2 separate regions of the Anas platyrhynchos genome follow, and region 1 is linked to region 2. The links are chromatin contacts, called in public Hi-C maps. All regions are on one chromosome and are shown on one strand. The core of a region is the stretch at or near the end of the contact, and the rest is flanking DNA. Distances in the headings are between cores, read along the strand shown. Region 1 overlaps RAP2B (RAP2B, member of RAS oncogene family). Region 2 holds the start of RAP2B (RAP2B, member of RAS oncogene family).

Region 1 (6,399 bases), core at 130-2,629, 75 kb after region 2:
GCCTCCCGCCGCAGCGCCCGAGCTGCCAGCCCGGGACGAGTGCCAAGCTTTCTGCAAGGCTCCCTTCCAGACATCTGCCATCCCCACCCACCCTGACTTAGGTTTCTAACCCTGCAGGCTTTCTTCTTTTCAGGTTTCCACTGAATAAAGTGTAAAGATGTGACATCCTGGTACTTTTTCGTGGTACTCTCTAACTTAACAGAGCAAATTGTGGGTCCAGGACTGACTTTTCTCGTTTTGTGCTGGCATCTTTATTGCTTTGGCACCATTTTCTACCAGTGTATTAGATTTGTCAGTTCTCTCTTAGCTGTTGTCTGCTAGCTGTTGTAGATGTGACTGACTGCTCACTTCATTCATTATCTCAATTGCAATTATAATCAACCAATAAAATGTAGTCTGGATTTCCACACAGTGCTCTGCACAGCCACATTCTGGCACACCAGCGTCCTGTGCAAGTAACGTTAGGTGTCACTCAGGTAGCACATTGCTGTTCTGCCACTGGGTGTATCTCTCAGTTAAATAAGCAGCTGTAAAGGATGGGAAAATGTTCTTCACAATGCTCATAGTTGCCCTACTTGCCCCTTGAAATTACTATTTACACATCAGATTCTGATTCTCAAGTGATTCCAAAGCTTTTCTGCTTCAGTAGGAAAGATGTCTTTTAGACATGACAAGTAAGGACATGAGGCAACCATAAAATGCTGCAAGGCAAGGGCTGCAAAAGCCATGCCAAGCTGAGCAGAAGCCTAGGACAGTGGGGTGCAGACCTCAGGCCCTGCTCAGAGGATCACTTAACGCCATTGCAAAATGAGTTTCTAATATGAGCACTGTTGTTTTATTTTATTTTTGAAAAGGTAAGGAGGTCATCCTGGTTTTGTTAACACTGGGTTTGAAATCCCAATATGAAACAGCATAAGGCTCTTGATAAATAGTGTTTCCATGTTAATACAGCTGTGTGGAAGAATACCTTCTGTTTTGAATGAATGTGCTCAAAGTTGAGCCACCTGAATTCATGGCGGTCCAAATATTAGGAAAGTTGAGCTCTTCAGGTGAGGGATTTGCATGCCATTTGAATAATCTGGTGTAAGTGTTCGGTGGTGGTTAAGCAGCTCGATCTAGTGTGTGCATTAAGCCGAAGAGCCAGCTTTTTGTGTTAGTAACCAGCACACACAGCTGGTGCCTCGCTATTGCAGGAAGCGGCAGAGCATTATGGCAGTGGATCAGTGTACAGGTCCCGCATGAAAGTTTTCTCCCAAGTCCATTGTTTTTTCCTGTTGTGGCCCTCTGCCTGACACAAGTGCTGCTGTGACACACCGAGGTCTGACTTACCGCCTGCTGTCAGAGGAGCCCGCGCGCTTGTGCTCCCGGCTGAATCCATGACTGCATTTCCTGACAGACCGCGCTGCTGCGGGTGCCTGATAAGGTGTGGGAGCCTGATAAGCTCCGAGGCCTTGTTTCAAGGCTCCTGGCGTGCTGCAGGAATGAACTGTCTGGGGCTGATTGTTCCTGTATAAGTGAACATTACTCCAAACTCGACCCATTTCTCATTCTTGAATCGCATTTCTGGCATACCAGTGCTGTTCCATCACTGACGTGTAGGTGATGGAAAGCAATCATAAAAGCCAGCTGATGTGTGAGATGACTTTAGTAATGGACAGGGTAACAGACATATGTCTTGTTGCAATTTCAACTTTATCAGCTTTCTGTGTTTCGGGGCACATCAATCCTGGTCCTTAGACATGCATCTTAAGCATTTGCTAATTAGTTTTCTTCAGATGCAGCATCTCGCAGTTCCACAGGACAATCCAGCATTTACAGAGTACATTTCCTTCCTGTCGCAACATCCTGGAGCTGCTTCTTCCGAGACAGATTGTTGGAGTTTGTGCAAATGAAAGAACGTTCAGTGCTGCCGAAGCTGCCGAGACGCCATCCAGCAGCGCTGCCGGCTGCACGCGCCGCGCTCTGATCGCTGCTCCCACCTCCCAAAACCTGCTTGGAAAGCACCCCAGGAGTGCTTTAAAAATGTTAACACGTTGTCAGTCAGAACGTTGTCAGAGCTGTTCATTTGCCCTTTCTTGCTTACTTGGAGCTTAGAAATGATTAAAAAATGGAGCCGTTCCAGGAGTTTTTAAATACTGACAGTTTTTTCACTGCTCTCTTGTTCCCAGTGGGTTTGGCTGAACTTAAGAGCAGTGATCAGATGCATAGGTACTTGGAGTGCACAGCAGACCTTTCTGTCTGTTTTCGTATCTGTTTTGTGCTGGAACAGATCCTGCACATTGGTTGGAGTGCAGTTCTCTGCTAAGTGCAGCGTTTTTGTGGAGAAAACGAAAGCTTGTTCCAAGCTGTCAGATGCTAATGGGGATGCCGTGCCCATGGCCATTTGCTGCCTGGCTTTCCTTGCCACCCCCAGCATTCCCCCCCCACTTACCCTCCTCTGCCACCACTGATGGCCCTCATGCAGCCCAGTGCGTGCATTCCTTGGGCTCATTCTGTCATCTTTGTGTGCACAGAGATTTGCTTACCTTTGTAAAGCACTTGAGAACATGGCTGAAAAATATGAAATGGCCACAAAATATTGTTATTGAATATCCTTATGAGGACATTTTCCTGCATAATTATGTGCTGTGAAATCAGCATATGTACCAGCTGAACTAAAAGGGATTTATTCTTTAGGAAGCTTCGGGATAATTGTTGAGATAGCAGTGGTCACTGTAAAAGAAAAAAAAAATAAGAAAAAAGACTTTATTTAAACAATGGTTTTACTGCCAGCTCATGTCTTTTCTAGGTGAATCCACACAGTGTTTTTGTCACAGCTGTGGAAGAAGCTCTGAAAAATCTAATAAATTGCTCTCTCACATTAAAGCATATTCACCCTGCTCTGATGCTTCTCAAGCTCAACACTTGAAGGAACATCGCCGAGTGATTGTTCAGGAACAAACGTGATCTTCAGCAGGGTACCAAGGAGACTCCACCACACGCTCTGTAAGGGTGAATTTGTATTCAGTGTGCATCAGCTCCACTTTCCAACCCCTAACTGCGAGAGTGGGGCTGGGCTCCCACGTTGGGTGTGTGGTAAGGAACAGCGCGTGCTGTGTTTGTTGTTTGTGTCACCGATAACTGCCCAAGGAAAATAACTGGTTCAGATGGCCCTGAGCAAGGGGTTGTGCTAGATGACCTCCAGACGTCCCTTCTGACCTAAATTATTCTACTTCTGTGTGCAGCCATGAGCTGGCTCCAGAGGCCGGAAAGCAGGATGATGGCCCAGAGATACGGCCCAACCTTTCTCCTCTGCTAAAGGCAGATGTGCAGGTAGGGCAGGAGATCTCCACACTACACAGTCTGAATGTTCTGGAACTGTTAAAACAGTTTCCTGTGCCAAAATAATTTGAAACTACATATTTGAGCATTATAGCTAGTAGCTCTTGCTCTGTTTGTCTTCCTCCCTTCCCTTCCAAGGGAAAACTTGAAAACATGTTTTGTTTCCTTAGGGAAACTTAGAGGATTTATTTTCTTTTTGCTGAATTTTAAACTTAGCACTCAATTTACTCAACCAAAGCATCAGAAGATACCCAAGTTAATGTGAAAGGACAGTCCAAACTATCTCACCCTCTTTCCTAGGCCTGCTTTCATATAATAACTAGCACTAAAACCTCTCCGTATGTTCCAGCTTCAGTTGTCAGAGCTCCTTGCTGTCTGTGCTCTGGAGACATTGGAACAGATGGTGATGGAGCTGTGCCACATGCAAGGTTTGCACATGCGAGTTTCTAAACAGACGAATCACATGAAAATGGAAGTATATGCTAACTGTGACTGCTGGGTGGCACTGACTAGGAGCCTCTCTCAGGTGTTTGCAGAAAATACTGCTCCCACTGTCAGCGAGAGTTCAGAAAAAAATCAGGACAGCTGCAATTCCAGTAAAAAAATAAAGACAACGATCAGTAGTTTGATACAGGACAGACGCACGCCTTGATCCTAAACCCTTTTGCCATTGCAAGTTGGTATTACCCATCATATGGCTATTAAGGTTTCAAAATTGTGAAAGCTAGTAGGAACAACTTCTTTGAAACAAAATCATTCTGTGTTTGTTTTCACCCTTAGAGAACAGCTTTCTCTTAAGTGAAAAGCAAGAGTTACAATTTTTTACGTTTCATCTTGCGTGACAGACTAGGCTCCTTGAGAATCTTTGCTGAGGGATCTCAAGAAAAGCATTCTGAAAAAGCTCAAACACTTTATTGTCTGTGCTACATCCTTACCGATGAAAAAACTCAACCATATGTGAAACATGATTTTCTTCTAAAAAGCTTTCATAAAGCTTGACCCATCTCTGATACCTGTTTTATCCATCTATCTGTTAATGCTCTCTGTCCACTGCTGAACCCCAGTGTCTAACATGAGGAGCTTTAGCATAGATGGTTAGCATTTGGTAAAGTTACATTCAACTGAAAATACAGGCATATTACAAAAGATTTATGGTTAGCGTTTCATCAGTGGTGTCCATATAATTTTTGCCCTTAATGAACCAGGTATTTTTCTTCCTGTCACCCGTTCATCCCATGCATGTTCAGCGTGGCCATGCAGCAGTGGGTTGGCTGGCCAGGAGGCCCCGCTGCTCTCTGCTCTCCAGAAGGCCAAGTTTAACAGGAAAGGTTTCACACATCTCTGGCTTAGGAATTCAATAATACATGATTAAACTTCAGTTTTCTGCCACCAGACCTTTCTCTGTTAATGCCAATGTGCATATATTTAATTGGAAAGGGAATTAGGAAGAAGAAAATAAAATTTGACAGAGATGTATATTTGCATTAGGTGAATTTTCTGTCCATTACAAATTAAAATCAATATATGATTATGGTAGCGATTGCTATTAGGTTCAGAATGAAGGCTGCATTTTGAATGAAGGAGCTGGTTGCCTTTCCTAGGGTTTGTAGGAGCACAAATACAGCATAGGATTAAAATGTACTCATCCATTCAAAGGGAAAAAATTTGGCAAATGGGTGGCTCTGGTTCTGGGCAACCCTGGTTGTACGTTCTGAATTTTTAGAGGAAGATGTGATAATAAGTAGGAGAATTACATTCTCCTTCTGATAATTGGAGTCTGGACTGTTAAGCCTGCCTACAGTTAGGGTCTGAAAGGGCGAATGGCAGGACCTTAACCCGAACACAATGCGATCAAACTGCGTTCTCAGAGAGGATGCTCGTTTGAGGTCCAGAGCAGATAAAGGTCTTCCTTCAAGGGGCTTAAATACTAAAAAAGTTAGGGGCTTTTTATGTTTTGCTGCATGCTATAATAACAGTCTGAACCATAAATCAATATTGAATTTTAAAAGCTGAAGCTTGTTTTCCATGGTAATAGCCCCATTCATGAGCAGCACTGTGGGTGTCAGAATATCCCCCTTGGGAACTGCGTGTTCTTACTAACGCTATTTTGTTTAAGCAATAACTTCCAGGCATATTGGAAATATGAGGTAGCAACTGTGTATTGCATGCTGCGTATATACAGAGGACATGCACCAAGATGTTTATTCAGAGCACTGCAGGACCCTTTTCCTGCTGAGGTTTTCATTGTGCCTGGAAGCAGTGTTATATTCAGAGCTGATTCTTTCCTGAAAACAAAGGCTTTTGAAAGAGTTTATGATAATAAACTCTCATATGGCAATGCTGCAGAATTTCCACAGTGGGGAGCTTTAAGAAAAATGCAAGATTGTGTGTATATTAGAAAGGAAATAATGCTTTTAGTTAATTAATCCCCTGTCTTGGCTGCATTACTATTTAATGGTTATAGGTTTGCATATTTTGTGAATAAACCTGTTGTCCAGATGGTGTTTAAATGGTCCTTTGAAACTGATTTTCTTGAGAACAGCTAAAGCATTCACCAAAGGAGAATCTATTCTAAAGTCATATAATGTGCTGCAAGGCAGTGACACGTCCTCCTAGCCTGGGGTCTGGATCGGTATCTGAAAGTGAACTGGGAAGAAGGAAGAATGATTCACAGCCTAACCCCGGGGCTGGAGACTGAGGACTGCTTGCAAACATGGCATTTATTTCTAAGGCTTGCCCTTACTCCCAACATAACAAAGTGTAAGTCATATCTCTTCTTGAACTACTTAGTGCTGTGCACACACTGACTGTTATCAGCAATCAAAGTGACAGATCATTTACATACATGTTAATTTGGATACCTTTGGGGAACGTTTTGACATTTTCTTAATGTGCAGATAGAGTAGTCTTTCTTTATGTCACTTTTAGAGATAAAGGAAAGCAGTTTTCATTTCTGAATTGAATGCAACATGTATCTTTTGTTCTTTAAAAGTGACCTTAAACCTGAGATCTAGCAACCTAGATCCAAGTACGAGTGATGCCCGTAGCCTTGTTCATAGCATGATTATGCTATGAGTA
Region 2 (5,971 bases), core at 2,575-5,074:
TAATTCTGTGCTTTGAACTCTACAGAGATTACTTCGTCATCTTGGTTTCCCTCAGTAAGTATTCGCCCTTTACCTTCTCCCTTTGCCTTACGGTACACTGCTAATATTAATGCCACATACTATCAGTACGGGAGTGAGCGAATAGCATCGCTTCCTCAGATCATTCCAAATCTTCTCATTTTAACTATTTTATATTGAATTTTGAACTGGTTAAGCCATTAAAACTTAAGTGGATTGAAACAGATCTCTATTATGTCCAGGGAACATTTCAGACATTAGGACGTTAAATGACCGTGTACAGTATTCTTTGACCATGACTTCCCGTAGGATTTATCAGCAGCAGTGCTGAATTAAGACATTCTCTGCCCCTTTAGTTCTGCTGAAAACACAGATCAATTCACTGCTCAGCTCTTTGTATTTAGCCCCAGTGGCCTGTAAGCAGTTAAGCAGAACCCACAATAGAAGGACCTATTCTCACCCACCACAGATCAGTTCATCATTTTTAGGGCCTATTTACACCGTGGACCTAAAGACTGTTGCTGTATAACTGAGAGCAAAAAAAGGTATGAAGTCCTTTGGCCACCATCACCATGAAATGCATATGGAATTGCATCTTCACGTGAAATTGAAAGTTGTTACATAAAAATATGCTACAGTATTGTTCTTAATATCACTATTACCTCATAAACCTTGAATGAAAAAATATGATATTTAGTATTATTTGTAGCTTTAGAGTTCAATTATCATCATACCTAGCTAGTAAATGGCAGAGCACTATGATCCCAGAGGAGTCTCCTTCACAGTCACAAGAGCTTCTGATGTATTAATAAAAATGATTTAAATGAATAGCCACTAACTGAAGTCAAAGAAAATCTAAATAAAGGCTATCATCTCTTTGCCACTTCCCCGGCATTATAGAGTTTCAAATAAAATCATGTCCATGCACACTCAACTAATTCTAAGCATACTTTCACAGGGTCTGTTTTAAGGAAAGCCACACACTTCCGACAGGTTCTAGCTTTGTTTCACTGACAGAGCTCAGGCTTTCTGAAATTCACAAATGTACAGATTCTAGCAAAGCAGGACATATCTTGCAACTTAGCCCACTCTTCGCATCGTTTTTCTGTTCCCCAGGTATAGCACAGTTTTTCTATAAAATATTCATCCTAAACAAGCTCAGTTGCACTTAATCAGCTCAAAGGTTACACACCCCCTTGCTAACATTGACCTTGCCTGGGCCTAATCCCATGGCTGTAAGTGGTTTGGCTATGAGTCTTTTGAGAGAGTACCAGAGGACCTGGCTAGGAAGTCCCTCTAGTAACACCAGAAGATCTTCACCTGTTTTCATAGTGCCAAATCTTGATGTTACCAGACACAGATGAACATTCATGGTACTGAAACCTTTGATATCATACATGCTGTTGATTTAAACTACAAAAGTTTAGTCTTTTACTATAATTAATGAAATTCATTTTGGGGAAAAGAAAAAAGAGTGACCAACAATGCTTTATAGTTTTAAGGTGCTGGTACATGTATGGGCAAAGGCAACTATAACAGGAAAAGTTCATGACTTGATCTTTCTAAATTACGCAGAGAAATAATCATTCGGTAAAACTACTCACACAAATAATGAGCAGGTTTACTCAACACAATAAAAGCTAGTTATATATGTAAATATTGCATGGTAAACTACTTAGTAACCAAATTTATACTTTTAAGATGATTTCTACTTTGACATTTTCAAGATGTCAACAGCATAAAGACCAGTTTTTGCTTTGAACATAAAACATTTCCCTCAGAAATGACAGCAATGAACAGCATCACGAAGAATGAAAAAAATACATATACTGAAATTTTATTCTGTCCCTGAAATAAACAAATGATTCAACAGTGAATTGTGATTAAATGGATTGGATTTAAGCCAACGTTACAATTGTCTGGTCTTTACAAAATCTTCTGCTGCCATGTCAGTGGAAAGTGCAGTGTAAGTAATTTACATGTGGGATGCTGTAGAGGTGATGGAGGTAAACAAATCTGTATGGTACCCAAAACCTTAGAGTAGCGCAAGCAAAGTATGTCAGCAGAACAAGAAAATACTGTATTTTCTCAGTGATACTGTAGACTTTCAACCAATTTTTGTAGCTGCTTTTAAAGATAACTTTTCAAACAATGGCTGGTTGATGACTGGTTTTGGCTGGCTTAGCTGAAGGTGGAAGTGCGCTGTGAGGATTAGATGTGCTAGCCCCACCTCTGGAGTACCTCTAGAAGGGGGAGTCATACAGACAGCGAAATGAGGAACAGGGAGAGGTGGGGATTAAAAGCCTCATTCCGGGCTCAGTTAGTTTGTTTCCAAAACCAACATTTCTGCATGTCCATGCAGGAGGTGAGCAGTGGTCGAGGCTCATTCGGGAACATGCAGTTAGAGGTGCTCACAGAGGAGTATGTCACTTTTTCAAAGTCCTCTGGAATAAAATGGCCTTAGGTTTGTCACAAGTTAAGGGTAATGCGGTAGGTAGAGTCTAGAACAGAAAGGCAGCCGAAGCCCAGTCCTCGGGATTCAATATCACGTAAAACATTCACTGGTTGATCTGTAGAGCTCTGTGCAGCGACCTAGCTGAGGGTCAGCCTGCAGGTGACACTTTGCCGACGGGCAAGAAGACTGCACCCGGGAGGAACCAGGCGGAGGAGGCCTGGCACACCGGCAGCCTGTCTGGGGACTCGGCAGAGACAGGCACAGGGCATGACCTACACCTACAAAACAAACGCGGAGCGTGCCAGGCTGCAGCTACACGATGCGTTTAAGGAAGTTGTGGCCCGCCACTTCTCTTCCACCCTGAGTGACTGCGACACCCTTTATCTGCAGTCACAGCAAGCCGTGGGCGCGGGTGTCCTCAGCACAAACGGCTGGAACTGTCAGCAGCCCCACAGCCGGGCTGGCAGAACACAGCTTTTGTCCTCACGGGGAGATGTTTCATTGCAAAGACCCACACAAACAGCACAGGGGTGTCATTGAAGCTCCTGCAGGGATGGGATTGCCAGAGTCGCAGCTCTCCCCTGAGGATCACTGGAGATGCAGCGCAGCCAGACCCAGCAGAGCAAATCCCCATAGTGAATTCTGGCAAAAATAATTTAATCGGAATGTAGCTGTGTGAGAACTGTCTGGTAGTAAGAGAATGCTGCTTGCAGTTTATTTCAAATAGTTCTGTCTTTGTCTGCCAAGGCCTGTTGCACCAACTACTGTGTTTAAACTAGATTTGTAAGCACAAAGGTGTGATAAAAAGGCCTCACACGCCACAATTATCTGAAGAAAGACTGAGAACAGTGAAGAACTGGATACAGTGTAAAAGCAAGGAGCAGAGGGTGCCAAAAATAACTGCGGATATTTTATTGAAAGGAATGCCGGATTGATGTGAGGGTGACTTCTACCAACAGCGGCAAGCAGCCAGCGCCGGGACTCAACCCCACGCGGCGGGATGGCTCTGAGCAGGCCATGGGCCGCCGAAACAGCGACACGGGGCAGCTCCGGAGCCTCCCGGGCCGGGGGGGCACCACCGCGGGGAGCGGCCCCGGGAGGGCCTCGCCTGTGCCCGGCCCAGCCCCGAGGGCACGGCGACCCCTGCGGAGGGCCGATAGGGGCGGCAGGGGCGCTGCCGGGGCCGTGCCCGGCGATAAGGGGCGGCCAGGCCGGGCAGCCCCGGCCCCTTCCCCGCCGCCACCGGGGGGAGGCGGAGCGGGGCCGTGTGGGCGGGCCGCGGGGCGCCATGGGCGGCGGGGCCGGGCGCGGCCGCTCGGCGCTTCCCGCTCCTCCTCCTCCTCCTCCTCCTTCGCCGCCGCCGCCCGGCCCCGGGGCGCGGCGCTGCCGGGCTCGGGGCTGGCCCGCAGCGGGCCCGTGAGGCGCGGCCGGCCCCTGCCCGCCCCGGCGGGCCCCGCGGAGCGCCCCTCCCTGCCCGCCTTCCTCCTCCTCCTCCTCCTCCTCCTCCTCCGGCGAGGGCGGGCGGAGGGAGGGAGGGAGGGAGGGAAGCGGCAGCCCCGAGCGGGAGGCGAGGGAGGCGGCGCGCCGGGAGCCATGCGGGAGTACAAGGTGGTGGTGCTGGGCTCGGGCGGCGTGGGCAAGTCCGCCCTCACCGTCCAGTTCGTGACCGGCTCGTTCATCGAGAAGTACGACCCCACCATCGAGGACTTCTACCGCAAGGAGATCGAGGTGGACTCCTCGCCGTCGGTGCTGGAGATCCTGGACACGGCGGGCACCGAGCAGTTCGCCTCCATGCGGGACCTCTACATCAAGAACGGGCAGGGCTTCATCCTGGTCTACAGCCTGGTCAACCAGCAGAGCTTCCAGGACATCAAGCCCATGCGGGACCAGATCATCCGCGTCAAGAGGTACGAGCGGGTGCCCATGATCCTGGTGGGCAACAAGGTGGACCTGGAGGGCGAGCGGGAGGTCTCCTTCGGGGAAGGCAAGGCGCTGGCCGAGGAGTGGAGCTGCCCCTTCATGGAGACCTCGGCCAAAAACAAAGCCTCGGTGGACGAGCTCTTCGCCGAGATCGTCAGGCAGATGAACTACGCCTCGCAGCCCAACGGGGACGAGCAGTGCTGCGCCGCCTGCGCCATCCTCTGAGAGCGGCCGGCGGCCGGGGCTGCGGGAACAAAGGTCCGCGGCGGCCGGCACCGAGCTCCGGGACCGAGCACCGGGCACCGGCACCGGGCATCGCCGCCGGCACCGCCACCGCCACGGGCACCGGCACCGGCACGGCCGGGGGGCGGGCGCGGCGCCCCGGGCATCCGCGGGGGGGAAGGAAAAAAAAAAAAAAAAAAAACACTTAAAAAAAAAAATCGCGTTGGAAACGTGGCTTTTCGCAGCATGTACGTTCATCCAGTCTCCACCGTCGCGTGTTCCCTGTGGTGTCTGCCGCAGCCGGCCGTGGGCAGCGGGACCGGGAGGAGGCCGCGGATCTATGCAAAGCGGGCACCGCACGGCCACCGGCACCGGCGTGCGGCGCCGGGAGGCGTCTGCTGATCACTTGTGAAATAATTTTCTATTTTGTTTACCTGCTGTATCAGATGGGAGTTTGCAGAGAGTGGTAGCGTGTTGTTTTATTTTTTTTTTCCTTTAATCAGCTGTGAAAATGTTACAAATCTGCACAATTTTTTAGGCGTGCGTGTGTGTGTGATTTCGTTTTTATTTTGCCCTTTGGCGGGTGGGAGCGGCGGTGTTTTGGTTTCTAGGGTTTTTTCTTTTTGGGTTGGCAATAACTGATTTTGATGACTAGCTCTCTAAAAAGTGCAAAGACTTCCTAAATGCGATACAGGGCCAACAGCAGCCCTGTGTCTGTAGAGTGCCTTCAAAACTCAGCTGTTCCAGCCGGTGCCAACCTGTGAAAGCTCCACAGAATCCCATTATCTACTACTCCAAAAACTACTTAACAGTTTCCTTTCAGTAATCATACTGAACAAGCCAGGACAAAAGGGCCTATTGTTAGTGGAATTTATTTCTTATTTCCATCTGAGCCTTTTAACTGTAATTTCCATGTCTTGCAAGTTCGGGCTTCATTTACTTCAAATTTGCAAGAATTTAGCCTTTTGGGATTTTGGGGGTGGGCTTTTTTGTTCTTTCAGTTTTTATTTTATTATATTTTATTATTTTCTAAGTGTGGGATGTACCTCCAGCCAGCAAAGAAAGAAACCTTAACGTTGTGATGTACCAAGAAAATTCTAACAACTGTCATTTTGTTTCCAGACATGCGTTTAAGAGATGTCTATCCATTTTCAGAATTTTAATACAAATGCTGTTTTTTAGAAAACAACTTTGTGCGCTTTTATGTATTACACAAAACACTTTCACATAGGCCGTTAATCCCGATTTATATTGTAATAGATGCAAAAGTGGCGGGGGGGGGCTAGGTTTAGCTAAGGACAGCGTTTAAAAAAAAATAGACAAAAAACAAGCCCCAAGATTACTAAATATTGGGTA

The links. Hi-C and Micro-C count contacts between places; a contact is called where the count stands out from the background.
Region 1: a Hi-C map of F1 follicle shows a contact between it and region 2, with 1.6 times the contacts expected there. The contact joins the enhancer-like site here to the promoter of RAP2B in region 2. A contact is called at or near these places in 2 of 8 Hi-C or Micro-C datasets (F1 follicle and F5 follicle).

The regions. Positions count from the first base shown.
Region 1 is chr9:998,117-1,004,515 of IASCAAS_PekinDuck_T2T, forward strand. RAP2B (RAP2B, member of RAS oncogene family) reads left to right here. Exons shown (of 15, transcript XM_072042588.1): 7 at 1-6,081. Among named protein-coding and RNA genes, the nearest start is that of ARHGEF26, 55 kb to the right of the region's middle. Within about 2 kb of position 1,380, at least 5 of the 8 cell types and tissues checked have an H3K27ac peak or open chromatin away from gene starts, as enhancers often do. A contact at or near this core is called in F1 follicle and F5 follicle, where this site is marked.
Region 2 is chr9:920,319-926,289 of IASCAAS_PekinDuck_T2T, forward strand. It overlaps RAP2B (RAP2B, member of RAS oncogene family), which reads left to right and starts at 3,825. Exons shown (of 15, transcript XM_072042588.1): 1 at 3,825-5,971. The coding sequence starts at 4,067. The coding sequence ends at 4,618.